Linked DNA regions of Mus musculus: regions 1, 2 and 4 are each linked to region 3. The links are chromatin contacts, called in public ChIA-PET, Hi-C and promoter capture Hi-C maps. All regions are on one chromosome and are shown on one strand. The core of a region is the stretch at or near the end of the contact, and the rest is flanking DNA. Distances in the headings are between cores, read along the strand shown. Region 1 overlaps Rps6ka5 (ribosomal protein S6 kinase, polypeptide 5). Region 2 overlaps Rps6ka5 (ribosomal protein S6 kinase, polypeptide 5). Region 3 holds the start of Gpr68 (G protein-coupled receptor 68). Region 4 overlaps Rps6ka5 (ribosomal protein S6 kinase, polypeptide 5).

What was found. Promoter capture Hi-C pulls out the DNA fragments that hold promoters and counts their contacts. A called contact is a pair of places that touch in the nucleus more often than the background predicts. ChIA-PET counts read pairs in DNA pulled down with a chosen protein or histone mark.
Region 1: an RNA polymerase II ChIA-PET map of memory CD8 T cells shows a contact between it and region 3, with 409 read pairs. The contact joins the enhancer-like site here to the promoter of Gpr68 in region 3. A contact is called at or near these places in 14 of 39 promoter capture datasets (the 3T3-L1 cell line, the C10 cell line, cranial neural crest and 8 more), 2 of 115 datasets of contacts at active chromatin or transcription factors (effector CD8 T cells and memory CD8 T cells) and 4 of 9 other capture datasets (adipose tissue, embryonic stem cells, macrophages and 1 more).
Region 2: a contact with region 3 is called in a Hi-C map of bone marrow-derived macrophages, with 28 read pairs. The contact joins the enhancer-like site here to the promoter of Gpr68 in region 3. A contact is called at or near these places in 15 of 39 promoter capture datasets (the 3T3-L1 cell line, the C10 cell line, the HPC-7 cell line and 10 more), 9 of 484 Hi-C or Micro-C datasets (CD4 T cells, the CH12 cell line, bone marrow-derived macrophages and 6 more), 2 of 115 datasets of contacts at active chromatin or transcription factors (large pre-B cells and stem cell-derived neural progenitor cells) and 3 of 9 other capture datasets (adipose tissue, liver and macrophages).
Region 4: a promoter capture Hi-C map of hippocampal neurons shows a contact between it and region 3, with 2.3 times the contacts expected there. The contact joins the enhancer-like site here to the promoter of Gpr68 in region 3. A contact is called at or near these places in 11 of 39 promoter capture datasets (the C10 cell line, the HPC-7 cell line, cranial neural crest and 8 more), 2 of 484 Hi-C or Micro-C datasets (ECoMG myeloid progenitors and bone marrow-derived macrophages), 4 of 115 datasets of contacts at active chromatin or transcription factors (bone marrow-derived macrophages, embryonic basal ganglia, embryonic forebrain and 1 more) and 4 of 9 other capture datasets (adipose tissue, embryonic stem cells, liver and 1 more).

The regions. Positions count from the first base shown.
Region 1 is chr12:100,635,639-100,638,446 of GRCm38.p6, reverse strand. The region is part of intron 3 of Rps6ka5 (ribosomal protein S6 kinase, polypeptide 5); the gene reads left to right. Among named protein-coding and RNA genes, the nearest start is that of Rps6ka5, 88 kb to the left of the region's middle. Within about 2 kb of position 1,511, at least 35 of the 459 cell types and tissues checked have an H3K27ac peak or open chromatin away from gene starts, as enhancers often do. A contact at or near this core is called in effector CD8 T cells, embryonic stem cells and memory CD8 T cells, where this site is marked.
Region 2 is chr12:100,608,642-100,611,341 of GRCm38.p6, reverse strand. The region is part of intron 5 of Rps6ka5 (ribosomal protein S6 kinase, polypeptide 5); the gene reads left to right. Among named protein-coding and RNA genes, the nearest start is that of Ttc7b, 89 kb to the right of the region's middle. Within about 2 kb of position 1,386, at least 6 of the 459 cell types and tissues checked have an H3K27ac peak or open chromatin away from gene starts, as enhancers often do. A contact at or near this core is called in bone marrow-derived macrophages, where this site is marked.
Region 3 is chr12:100,897,779-100,900,675 of GRCm38.p6, reverse strand. It overlaps Gpr68 (G protein-coupled receptor 68), which reads left to right and starts at 1,296. Exons shown (of 3, transcript NM_001177674.2): 1 at 1,296-1,433. It overlaps Gm36572 (a long non-coding RNA gene), which reads right to left. Exons shown (of 5, transcript XR_381840.4): 3 at 959-2,255.
Region 4 is chr12:100,567,696-100,570,395 of GRCm38.p6, reverse strand. The region is part of intron 13 of Rps6ka5 (ribosomal protein S6 kinase, polypeptide 5); the gene reads left to right. Among named protein-coding and RNA genes, the nearest start is that of Ttc7b, 48 kb to the right of the region's middle. Within about 2 kb of position 1,320, at least 22 of the 459 cell types and tissues checked have an H3K27ac peak or open chromatin away from gene starts, as enhancers often do. A contact at or near this core is called in bone marrow-derived macrophages and hippocampal neurons, where this site is marked.

The sequences.
Region 1 (2,808 bases), core at 262-2,761, 260 kb after region 3:
AATCTCTTACACCTAAAGCTCCATCGCTGTCTTTCTGTCCATTTGCAACAGCTTACCCGACTTCACTGAAAATTTATCAGATCCAATTCCTACAAACGCAGATTTACTTAAAATTACCTGTAACTTGGGACTGCGTCATAGATCGACAGTGAATAAGGACGTTGATTGTGATGGTTAGTGCAAGTTGCCTATTTAACAGGATCTACTTGAGAGATGAGCCTCCAGATATGCCTGTGGGGAGTTGTATTGCTTAGGCTGATATGTGAAGACACACACACTCACTGTGGGTGGCACCATTCCATGCATGGGATCCTAGACTGCTATATAAACGTAGAAAGTGAGCTGAGCAGCCGTGTGCATTTGTCCTCTGCTTCGTGATTGGATGGGGTGTGACCAGGCGCTGTCACCTTGACTTCCCCACTACAGACGGTAGCGAGCACTTTTGAACTGTGAACCAGAATAAACCCTTTCTCCTTAAGGTCGCATTTATCAAAGTATTTTATCACAGCAATAGGAAAAGAAATTAAGACACCTAAGAGTTATAGGGGTTTCGGTTTGTTTTATTTTGTTTTTTGGACACACTGTTGAATATAAATGACTTTTAGTGTCCAAAATGTTCAGAGAGGGATTGACAACCTCTGGAGCTGGAGTGGACCTCTGATGCCCGATGTGGGAGCTGGAAACTGAACTTGGGTCCTTTGTAAGGATGCTCTCAGGGGCTAGAGAGATGGCTCAGGGGTTAAGAGCACTGACTGCTCTTCCAGAGGTCCTGAGTTCGATTCCCCAGCAACAGACGGTGGCTCACAACCATCTGTAATGGGATCTGATGCCCTCTTCTGGTGTGTCTGAAGATAGCTACAGTGTGTCTGTATATCTTTAAGAAACAAAACAAAACTATAACATCTTTAAGCTGGGCGTGGTGGCGCACGCCTTTAATCCTAGCACTCAGGAGGCAGAGGCAGGCGGATTTCTGAGTTCGAGGCCAGCCTGGTCTATAAAGTGAGTTCCAGGACAGCCAGGGCTATAGAGAAACCCTGTCTCGAAAAAAAGAAAAAAAGAAAAAAAAAAAAAAGGACACTCTCTACTCTTAGCCACTGGGCCATCTTACCAACCACAGCAACTTAATAAAAATGGGCAGTATTTACTAAATTAATATGCAAATATCTTGTGACTCAGCAATGTAGTTTTAGGTATCTGAGCTACCAAATACCTGCCCAGCTAGATAAATAAAGTATATTTTGAGAACATTTCTTACTCTACATATTATAAGAATGGGAATGCAGGTTGTCTGTAAGCCAGAGAATTTTAGATTTCTTCCTCCAGAATCACAAAAGAGTGGGGGTGTGATAGGAATGTGGCAACTGTTTTTACAGTCGCTTTTTGATTGCTTTAGTATTTACTTGCCACCAGGCACCACTTTGGGTATTTTTCAGTATAGCAACTCATAGGCCTTTGCAGGCAGCCCTTAGGGATTGGATTAGGATTGAATAGGACCCCTCTTATCGCCTTTGTGATGCAGATGAAGTGACTTGAGTGAGATGGCTGACCTCTAACGAGATAATGTGGCATCTGTGTGTCCAACTCCTGGGTTATTTTGGTGCATCAGGACAAGCACATTTATTTTAGTAACAGATTGTGGAAAACAACTGCAATGTCTATTTTTGTTACTTTTCTTTATCTTTCCCAGTTTACCAGCCTTCTTACCCTGTCATCACACTTAGGCCACTCCATTGCTTAAAGAAGCTCACTCACTTTCATATACTTGAAACAGAACAATGCATGTTAAATAGAATTGTGGGTTTTTTTTTTTTTTGTCTCTGTGACAAATGACTGAATTCAAAAGGGAAAGTTTTTTTTTTTTTTGACTCATAATTTTACCCTATAGTTTGCCAACTCCGCTGTGTCTTGGCTTGTAGCAAGGCTTAACGCCATGGTGGAAGGGCATGCTAGAAAAATACTCTTCACTTACACCATCCAGGAAACATAACAGTAACAGGAAGGGGCCACAGCCAAGATATACCTGTCAAAGACCTGACCACAGCAACACATTTCCTCTAATCAGGCCCCACCCTGCACCATCTTTCTACAGTTTATTTGGATTTTTGAGTTTATCAATTGATTGTTAAACTGTTAATAATTAGACTGCATAGACATACGGGGTTGGGGGGGGGGCTTTAGTGCAATCTCAATTCAATCTTATTGCCAATCAGGAGTAACCATGACATACTCTTAACTCTATAGTCAGGTTTTCAGACTACTCTGACATCCTGTCTCCTCTCCTACCAATCTCCTGTTATTCTGCTGTCCTACCCGCACTGTAACCGAGCTAAATTATTTACCCACTCCTCTGTAAACATGCATTTTTTGTTTAAATTTTTTTCTGTTTGAAAACAATTTCGGCATTTCCTAACTGAAAGTGTCAGGTGCAATTCTTGATCTCCCCAGCCCTCGGCTAGCCCACTTTTTCTGGAGCTGTTTGACTTAAATGATTTGATGTCTGTAAAGTGCTTAGTGCCATCGCTGGCAGATAGTGATCCATCAGATTAACTATCAAAATAAAGTTGAGAAAAGTACAAGATGGAACTAGAACATCTTGTTGTGGTATAAAGAAGAAAGTGTAATGGGGGCAGAAGCAAAGCTTTCCCTTGTGGAATAATACTGACATAGAGAGGGAAAGAGAGTTATAAAATCATCACTCCACACTAAAATGAGTGGGTGGTAGTTTAGTGAGAAGCAGGATAGTTTTGCATAATCTCAGTTCATTTCTTCATGGTTTGCCAGTTGAGTACAAGGAAAAACATAGTAACT
Region 2 (2,700 bases), core at 137-2,636, 290 kb after region 3:
ATACTCAAAATTCTAGCAAACCAAATTGAAGAACACATCAAAACCATCATTCACCATGACCAAGTAGACTTTATTCCAGGGATGGAAGGTTGGTTCAATACTACAAAAATCCATTAATGCAATCTACTACATAAATAAACTCAAAGAAAAAAAATCATACGATCATCTCATTAGATGCTGAAAAAGCATTTGATAAAATACAACAGCCCTTCAAGATATCATTTATATGTGATAATATGCTAGAATCCAAGTTTAAAAATTGTAATCTAAAGCACTTCTGGTCTTAAGCATTGTAGGTACGAAATAATTAATTGGTCTTCAGGTCTGACTGCTTTTTGGAATTTTCCAAAACTAGTCCCGAGTGTCTTGTTTAGGATTTTTGTTGCTGTGATAAAACATTATGCCCACACAATCCTTGGAGAAGAATGGGTTTATTTTATCTTACAACTCTCAGGTCATACTTTTTCCCTGAGGGAAGTCAGGACAGGAATTTGGAAGCAGCAGTTGAAGCAGAAGCCAAAAAGAAGTGCTGCCTACTGCCATGCTCCCCGGGCTTTTTCCGTCGGCCTTCCTTAGACAACTCAAGACCACCTGGCCAGAGTGTGCGGAACGTCCCAGCCCATGGACTAGGCCCTCCCACATTAATACTGAATCAAGAGACTAGCATACGAACTTCCTACAGGCAATTTGGTGGAAGCATTTTCTCAACTGAGGCTCCTCCTCCCAGATAACTCTAGTTTAAGACTAAAAGTCCTAAATTTTTATCATAGGTATATTAACTTTGTTTACTCATCCACTATGTATTTACAGATTGCTTCTAAGCTAGATAGTAAAATGAGAAAAAATTAGGGAAGCTCTTACTTTCATGACACTGTGGTTGTAGCTATAAATTTTCTTAGATATAGAATCATAGTTATAAAATAGATTTAGATGGATTTTGAGAAATTTACTTCTATTTGATTTTTGTGTGTGTGTGTGCATGTATATGAGTATTTTTCCTGCATGTGTGTCTGTGCCCCACATGTTTGCAGTGCTGTGGAGGCCAGATGAGGGTATTGGATTCCTGGAACTGGAGTTTTAGATAGATTTGAGTGGCCTCGTGGGTGTTAGGAACTGAACCTGGGTCCTCTGAGAGAGCAACAAGTGGTCTTAACTGCCAGGCTGTCTCTCCAGCTCTACTGCCAAGTCTCTTTTTTTATTTTAAAACATTTTGTTCCTTTATAAAAGTTTTAGTGGCAACTTTATTAAAATGAAGAGGATTACATGTTTATTGTTTCCTCTTTAAACTCTATTAAAGTAAAAAAGAGAAGTGTGTATATACTCTTAAAGGGAAGGGCAGATAGCGGGAACTACATTTTGGTGGATGAGACGGCCGATTGAGCTGAATCCTAGAGCAGTAAAGGAAGCGGTTCAGCAGCAGACTGCTTTGCTCCTCTGCCTCCCCAGAGCTGCTCTGGGCTATAGCGACCAGTTGTTTCTCAAGCAGAAGTGTAGATTATTAAGGAGCTGGGAGTGTTGTTTGGGTGTCCTGTAAGAAAGAAAGAAAAGAGTCCCTGTATCCCCAGGTCCTAGGCCACCCCTGTTGATTAGGTACCTATGAGGGAAGATGGACTGTATCCAAGGCACAGTTGAGAGTGAGTGTGCCATATGGAAATTACTGGGGAAAACAAACTGTGACACCCTGTACCGTCCGGGGCCCATGGCCTGTTCCAGCACCTCACTGTGAGCACAGGAGTGTCTTAGACAGGGATATCGAGGGTTCCCACTGGGAAACCAAGAGCAAAAAACTTAACAGATCGGGGCTGGAGAGATAGTTCAGTATTACGAGCACTTTATGTTCTTGCAGAGGACCTGAATACAGTTCCCAGTGCTTACATGGCAGCTCACAGCCTTTTGTCACTCCAGTTCCAGGGAATCCGATGTGATTTTATGACCTCAGACACACTTCAGATACATATGTTCAGGAAGAACACTCAGACATATAAATAAAAAGGACGCCCTGTTTTAGAAAGTTGACAGATGCTGTCATTTGGGGATTTTGAGCGTGAAACTTTGCAGCCACACCTCTGCAGAGGAGTCTGCAACCCGATAAGCCTAGGCTGCACAGAAGCATGTCTGTGGTGGTGTCTCGATCCTGTGACTAGTTTTATGATATATATTTCAGGGCAGTGGATTCTTTTGAAGTGGCATGTTTAAAGTATCTCACCACACTGCTAAAGTGTCTTTGGCATGTAGTGTGTGGGCTATCCCCTGACAGAGAGACCTGATAATTACTCTCCTCTCTCCCCATAGATGCACACATCCATTTGCTCATTTAGTCTATGTGTTTGTTGAGGACCCTTCTACGTGCTAGGTAATTAGGCTAAATACAAAGCTGGAAAGAATCACTTGGTGAGTATTTCTAGGCATGGGTGGCTGGTTACTTAGTAGCAGGAGAAAACAGACTGGGTTCCTACAGAATGGTGAAATGTTGGGACTCGGAACAAAAGAAAGCTAAAAAACAATAAGCAAAGCTGACCAGAATTAGGTAGATCTTGGATGGAATAGTCACACATCAGCAAACGTCCTATGTGACTGCAGCAATTGCTTCTCCTCTTATGATAGAAGGGTCCTTGTTTTCTGCTGGTCAGGCCAAGTGCTCTCCCCTAAGAGAATGCCGGCATTTGTTGTTTAGATGCAAAAATGTTAAGAGTTCAGGCT
Region 3 (2,897 bases), core at 47-2,546:
GGATTGAGTGACCTTTTCACAGGGGTCATCTCAGACCATTGGGGAAAACACAGATATTTACATTATGATTCGTACAGTCGCAAAATTACAGTCATGAAGTATCAATGAAAATAATTTTATGATTGGGGGGTAGGTCACAGCATTAGGAAGGTTGAGAACTACTGACCTAAAGACTACATCCTAGCACCCTGAGCTACCCAAAGGGCTTGGCAGCCACTGACATAGATCTACTCTGTCCCTCTCTAGTCTACACCTCGGTTTGCACTCCATCTCTACCCTGTCTCCCTGTCTCAGACTTGAGCTTTGCAGACCCCCCACCAACCGGTTCAGACATTTATTTCATAGATTCAAGCATGGGTCTCGCAGACAGGCAACTGCATGCCAGCAATCCTACCAGGCAGTGTGAAGACCTCTGGGAAGTGTATCAGTGAAGTCACCAGCCCAAACTGGGAAAGTTCAGAAAATGAGAGGCAGAGGCAAAGGGTCTTGGGGGTGGGGGGTGGGGGGCGGGGGGTGGGGGTGGGGGTAAGACCCACAGGAGCCCAGGTATGCACTTGTGAGAGACCTAGATACAAGGTGGCATAGGGTGGGATGTAGATTTGAATCTCAAAGGCTTCATTAAGTAAGTGGGTGGCCTCGGGCAAGCTATTTGTCCTCTCGTGCCTCAATTTCTCTCCATTATAAATGGGAAAAATAGTAGCACTTGCCTCGTAGAGTTAATCAAATCAACACGTTTAGGTGCGTATAACAAGGCAAACTGTGACTATTTGCTATTAGTGTTTAGGGCAGTATGTAGGGCAGAGGACAGTAAGTTTTCCTTGATGTTTCCATAAAACCAGAGAAGGTCATTCATTATGTCCTTGACTATACCCGCTGGCTCTGGGACAGGGTCTGGGATCCAGAGGCTAAGCCCCAAGCTTCCAGCAGGTAGAGAAAGGCCCAGAACTGTGACACCCACCTCATTTAATGAGTGGATACGTTAGAGACCGAAGATGAACGCAGAAAGGCTCTCTACCTTCCTCCCAGCTTCCCACGTTGGGTTTCAGCGTCCCTGGGAGCGCCTGTGGCTGAAGAAGTCCCCTAGTGCTTCAGCAGCTTGGCTTCTTCCGCAGAGCCAGTCTCTAGGTCAGGATGCTAGCAGGGAGGGGGATGGGGGTGCTGCACCTCCGGGACCGGCGAGCGCTCAGGCCACCTCGGCCCTTCTAGCAGGCGCCTCATCTGTGGCTTGCGGTCAGTGTGAGCTGCAGGGCGTGGACCGACAGGTCTGGCTGTGCCTGACTAGGGTTGGGAGCGGGAGGAATCTCGCACAACGTGGCCCAGAGTGGCTAGGAGAAAGGGACCTGCGTGCCTTGCAGGAGTCCCCAGCCTTTCCAGGAGGCGCACGCACTGCACCAGAGGACATCAGGCCCGCGTCCCAGACTGTCGCTGCACAGGTATGTGTTCCCGCGAGCCAGGCTCCTTCCTTTTGCCATGGTTACTGGTCGCTGGCTTACCAGGGTCGGGAGAAGCGAGGTCTGCTGGGTTCTGAGTCCTGCTCCGGAGCGCAGGGTCGGGTGTGCTTGCGCTCCGGGCCGGCCAGCAAAGGATGCGGGAGCGGCGGCACAAGAGGCGGGCACACCCCCAAACACCACCGTATGCGTGCGGTGAACCCGCAGAATTGACTGTGACCGAAGTCAGCAGGGAATGTCTGCCCTGGAGCGCCAGCGCCCCGGGTCCCTCTCCTGGGTCCAGTGTCTCTTTATGTGGTCGCCACTGGGTTTAGCAGCCGCCCCCGCGGCTGGCTCCGTGGCCACCTGGTAATTTCTTCACCCTCAAAAAAAAGTATGAGACCTCTAACCCTTCATTTACCCAGTTCTGGTGATCTAAAGATTGCATTGGGGTCCTTTTCTATTCACACTCGAGTCTTCGTGGCCCTTCTTCCAACAGGCTCAGAGCTCAAACGCTGAGACCCAAACAATTCTCATGTCCTTACCTTCTGCTCTGGGGGGTAGGGCGGGGAGGGGAGGTTGGGTGGAGCTGGCCCACTGCCAGTCAGCAGGAGCAATAATAACACTTGCTGGTCTGAACGCTTAAATCCCCTCTGGGAATCAAATGTCCGGGAGAAAAAGCTGTGTCCCAGGTCTGGATGAAGGAACAGGTGGACGAAAGCGTGACAGGCGCTAAGGCAGCAAGCCTTCTGGGGTTCAGCACTGGTTTGGTGCCAATGTGCCAGAGGCCTTGGGCATGTCTTGCTGTGAGGGGGTTGGGAAGGATACCTGTGGGTAGATGAATCAACCCTAGAGTTTAATGAGGTGGCATGTGGCAGTCGCTTGCCCTCCCATCTGACACAAATCATATAGTCAAGGCTACGACCTGCTTCATTCTTTTGGCCCCCTGCCTGCATCTCCACCTCTCAACCCAGAGGGAGAGGGGAATTTCCTGAGCTCAGTGGGCTGGGCCGGCTGTATAGGGACCTCTTTCAGTTCCCTGGCCAGTTCCAGAACTTCATGGCTCATTTAAAGCCACTTCTGTTCATTAGAGTTTGGGGCTCCTCTTCCTCTTTTTTTTTTTAAATTTGTTTCTTCACCCTTTCTCTCCTTTCTACTCCCCAGGGGGCTACATGCACGCCATGTGCATTGCTGGTCCGAATGCCCTCCTTTCAAACTTCAGTTGACCCTTCTAAGAAAAGAGACTTGCCTCTAGAGCTCACTCTCTAGTGTAGCGATGAGACCACACACAGGCAAAGCTTGCACCTCCACATAGATGCCAACTCTGAGAATTCCCCTCCCCACCCTCTCTCTGCTGCAGCTTCTTGTTGAAAGGCACACAAAAGGAAGAGATTTATCGGACAGGGACTAGAGTCAGAAGGACTGTTAAGCTGAGATCTCCAGGGGCTTAGCATCCAAATTCCTGTTTCA
Region 4 (2,700 bases), core at 71-2,570, 330 kb after region 3:
CTGTTCTACATAGTTACACACGAGGCCCTGCCTTGGTTTAATAAGCTGTCCTATCTATATGTGCTTCAGTATGCTCACGACTGTGGTATTTATAGACCTGGAGAGCAGTGCAGAGCAACAACTTTTTATATTTCCTTAAGAAGGCTAATTAAGAAGGTTTTAACTCAGAATGATCCATTTTTAGTATCAAAAATATGAAAATTCCTCTCTTTTTAAAAATAAGTAATAATGAGCTTGGAAAACAAAAGCCAATGACTTTTTTTTTAAAAATTATCCTTTACCAAATGAGAAATTATATATATTTCTGCTCTAAAATAGGATATTATTTTTAGTTTCTATGTGATCATAATATATTTTCAAGTCTATTTAAAATATTAATGGGCTTGATGTTCCTTTTTTATTAAATCAAAAAAGAATATTTCTGTAAAAGCAATTTTTTTAATCTTGTGCTTAAATTATTTAAAAATGTTTTAAAAAGATGGGCAGTAGAGGTACATACTTTTATCCCAGCCCTTGGGAGGCAGAGGAAGTGAGATCTCTAAGTTCAAGGCCAGCCTGGTCGACAGAGTGAGTTCAGGACAGCCAGGACCACACTGAGAAAACCTTTCTCAAACAAAATTGATATTTTAAAAGTGGAAACATAGGGCTGGTGAATTGGCTCAGAAGGTAAGAGCACTAACTGCTCTTCTGAAGATTCCTGAGTTCAAATCCCAGCAACCACATGGTGACTCACAACCACATGTAATGAGACCTGATGCCCTCTTCTGGTGTGTCTGAGGACAGCTACAGTATATGTATTCAAATACAGTTCTCTGTATCTGTGGAGGATTGGTACCGAAGCTCCCTATGGATATCAAACCTCTTACATGAAATTGAATATTATTTTATTTTCATATAACCTACGTGATCCTTTCGTATACTTTAAATCCTCTCTCTAAGTTATTTATGATATCTATTTTGATGTAAATGATAAATATGTATATTTTAGGGAATAATCACAAAAAATCTTTTCATATTCTGTACAGTTTTGAAGGGGTTTTTGTTGCTTTTTTTTGTGGGTAGATTGTTTTGTTTTGTTTTGTTTTTTTGTCTGTTTGTTTGAAGTTTTTAGTGGGTAGTAGTTTGAACCCACAGTTGTGATCCTCAGGGGTACAGAAGACAATTGATTTATTCCTTTAAAGGTTTTAAATTTTTGAGTACTTTATTACTGTTCTTCCCATTGCTAGTAATTAATCAGAAGTGGCTTGTGTCGTAGGAACTCACAGCTCTGCTAGCTCCCCTCGGCTTCCTTCATCCCAATTCTCACTCTCCTACGTAACACCCACTGAAAACATGGTGCTCTGGGCTCCGAGATGAGCTGTCTAGTTTAAATGTGAGAGCACACTACTTAAACGTTTGCTTGATAGACAAGGAACAGGCATGTAGTTTTTTAATGGAAAAGATCTGTTCCATGACTGTATAGAACTCATTTTCACATGTTTTATTCTTTGATAACTGGCCATCTGTCATCTCATGGTGTCTCGAATGAGGCACATGTCCTCGGCAGCAGAATTTAAATTTGTCTTCTTCCTTTCCTGATCAAATAGATGCTTTTGTAGCTTGAAGTGAAGCAGAAATGTCAGATTACACTATATGTTCTACCATCATTTTATTCTTAAACTGGGTTTTAGGAAAGTAAAAACGTACCTTTGAACTAGCACTTTCCTAACTATAGCTCTCACTTTGACTTTTAAATGGCAGAGTATATTATTTCCAAACTAAAAGTTGAATCCCTTTCCTAGGCAGCATTTTAGTTGTGACTGTTTAGATAGTTAGATGGCGTTCTTTTTCTACATAGACAGAACTCTAAGCTCTAGGTGAGAACCAGACAGATTTAGAAGCTGACTGGCATTCTTAGAGGGCTGCTTGGTAGTCTTCATATTGATCCTCTTAAAGGATTAAGAAAGTTCTGTATATGATAGTATTTTCAGGCAGAAACCGAGATGAGGATAGAAGTGGCTCAACTGTTACTTTTGTCCCTTCCTGGCCATGCACACACCCATGTGGAACTGTCCTGATACTTCCCTTGCTACCCTGGGGCAGGAGGAAGTAAGCAGTAAGCTCTGGTTTTACGTGTTCTATGAGAGGAGGGTTAGAGTCGCCAGTGTAAAGGGAATGCCCTCACTTCCTCCAAGATGACCAAAGAATTCCTTCATTAGTCTTAGTGGAACAAACCCGTTCTTGCCAGAGCCTTGACAGGCCCTGTGGAGATGGAGCCAAACGTGCTTCTGGTAAGATGTGTAGCACACCGCCTGGCACTGCACAGAGAACCTCTAGTATAATTGCTGAAGGACCGATATGTCCCAAGAAAACACCCATGATTGGTGACCTCAGTCGTCAAAAATCAAGGTCTGAGCATTGTATGATAGAAAACTATTTCAATTTTTCCTTTCTTTGTTTTTTCCACCCCCTTCTTTTTTTACATTAAGTTTTTCTGTTTTATAATTTCATAACTGAGTACTGTCTTTACATCATTTGCACTTACCTTCTCCCCACTCCACCTACCCTGCCCCCTCACTCCTGCTGGCTGCTTGAGATTAGGTAATCTGTCAGGGTTTATCCTTGGAGAAAACCGAGTTTCCCTTTCTGGGCAGCTATTAATTGCCTGTAGCTGTTCATCTAAGGCTGGTAGGGCTTTGTAAGAGTTCTCTCATCTATATT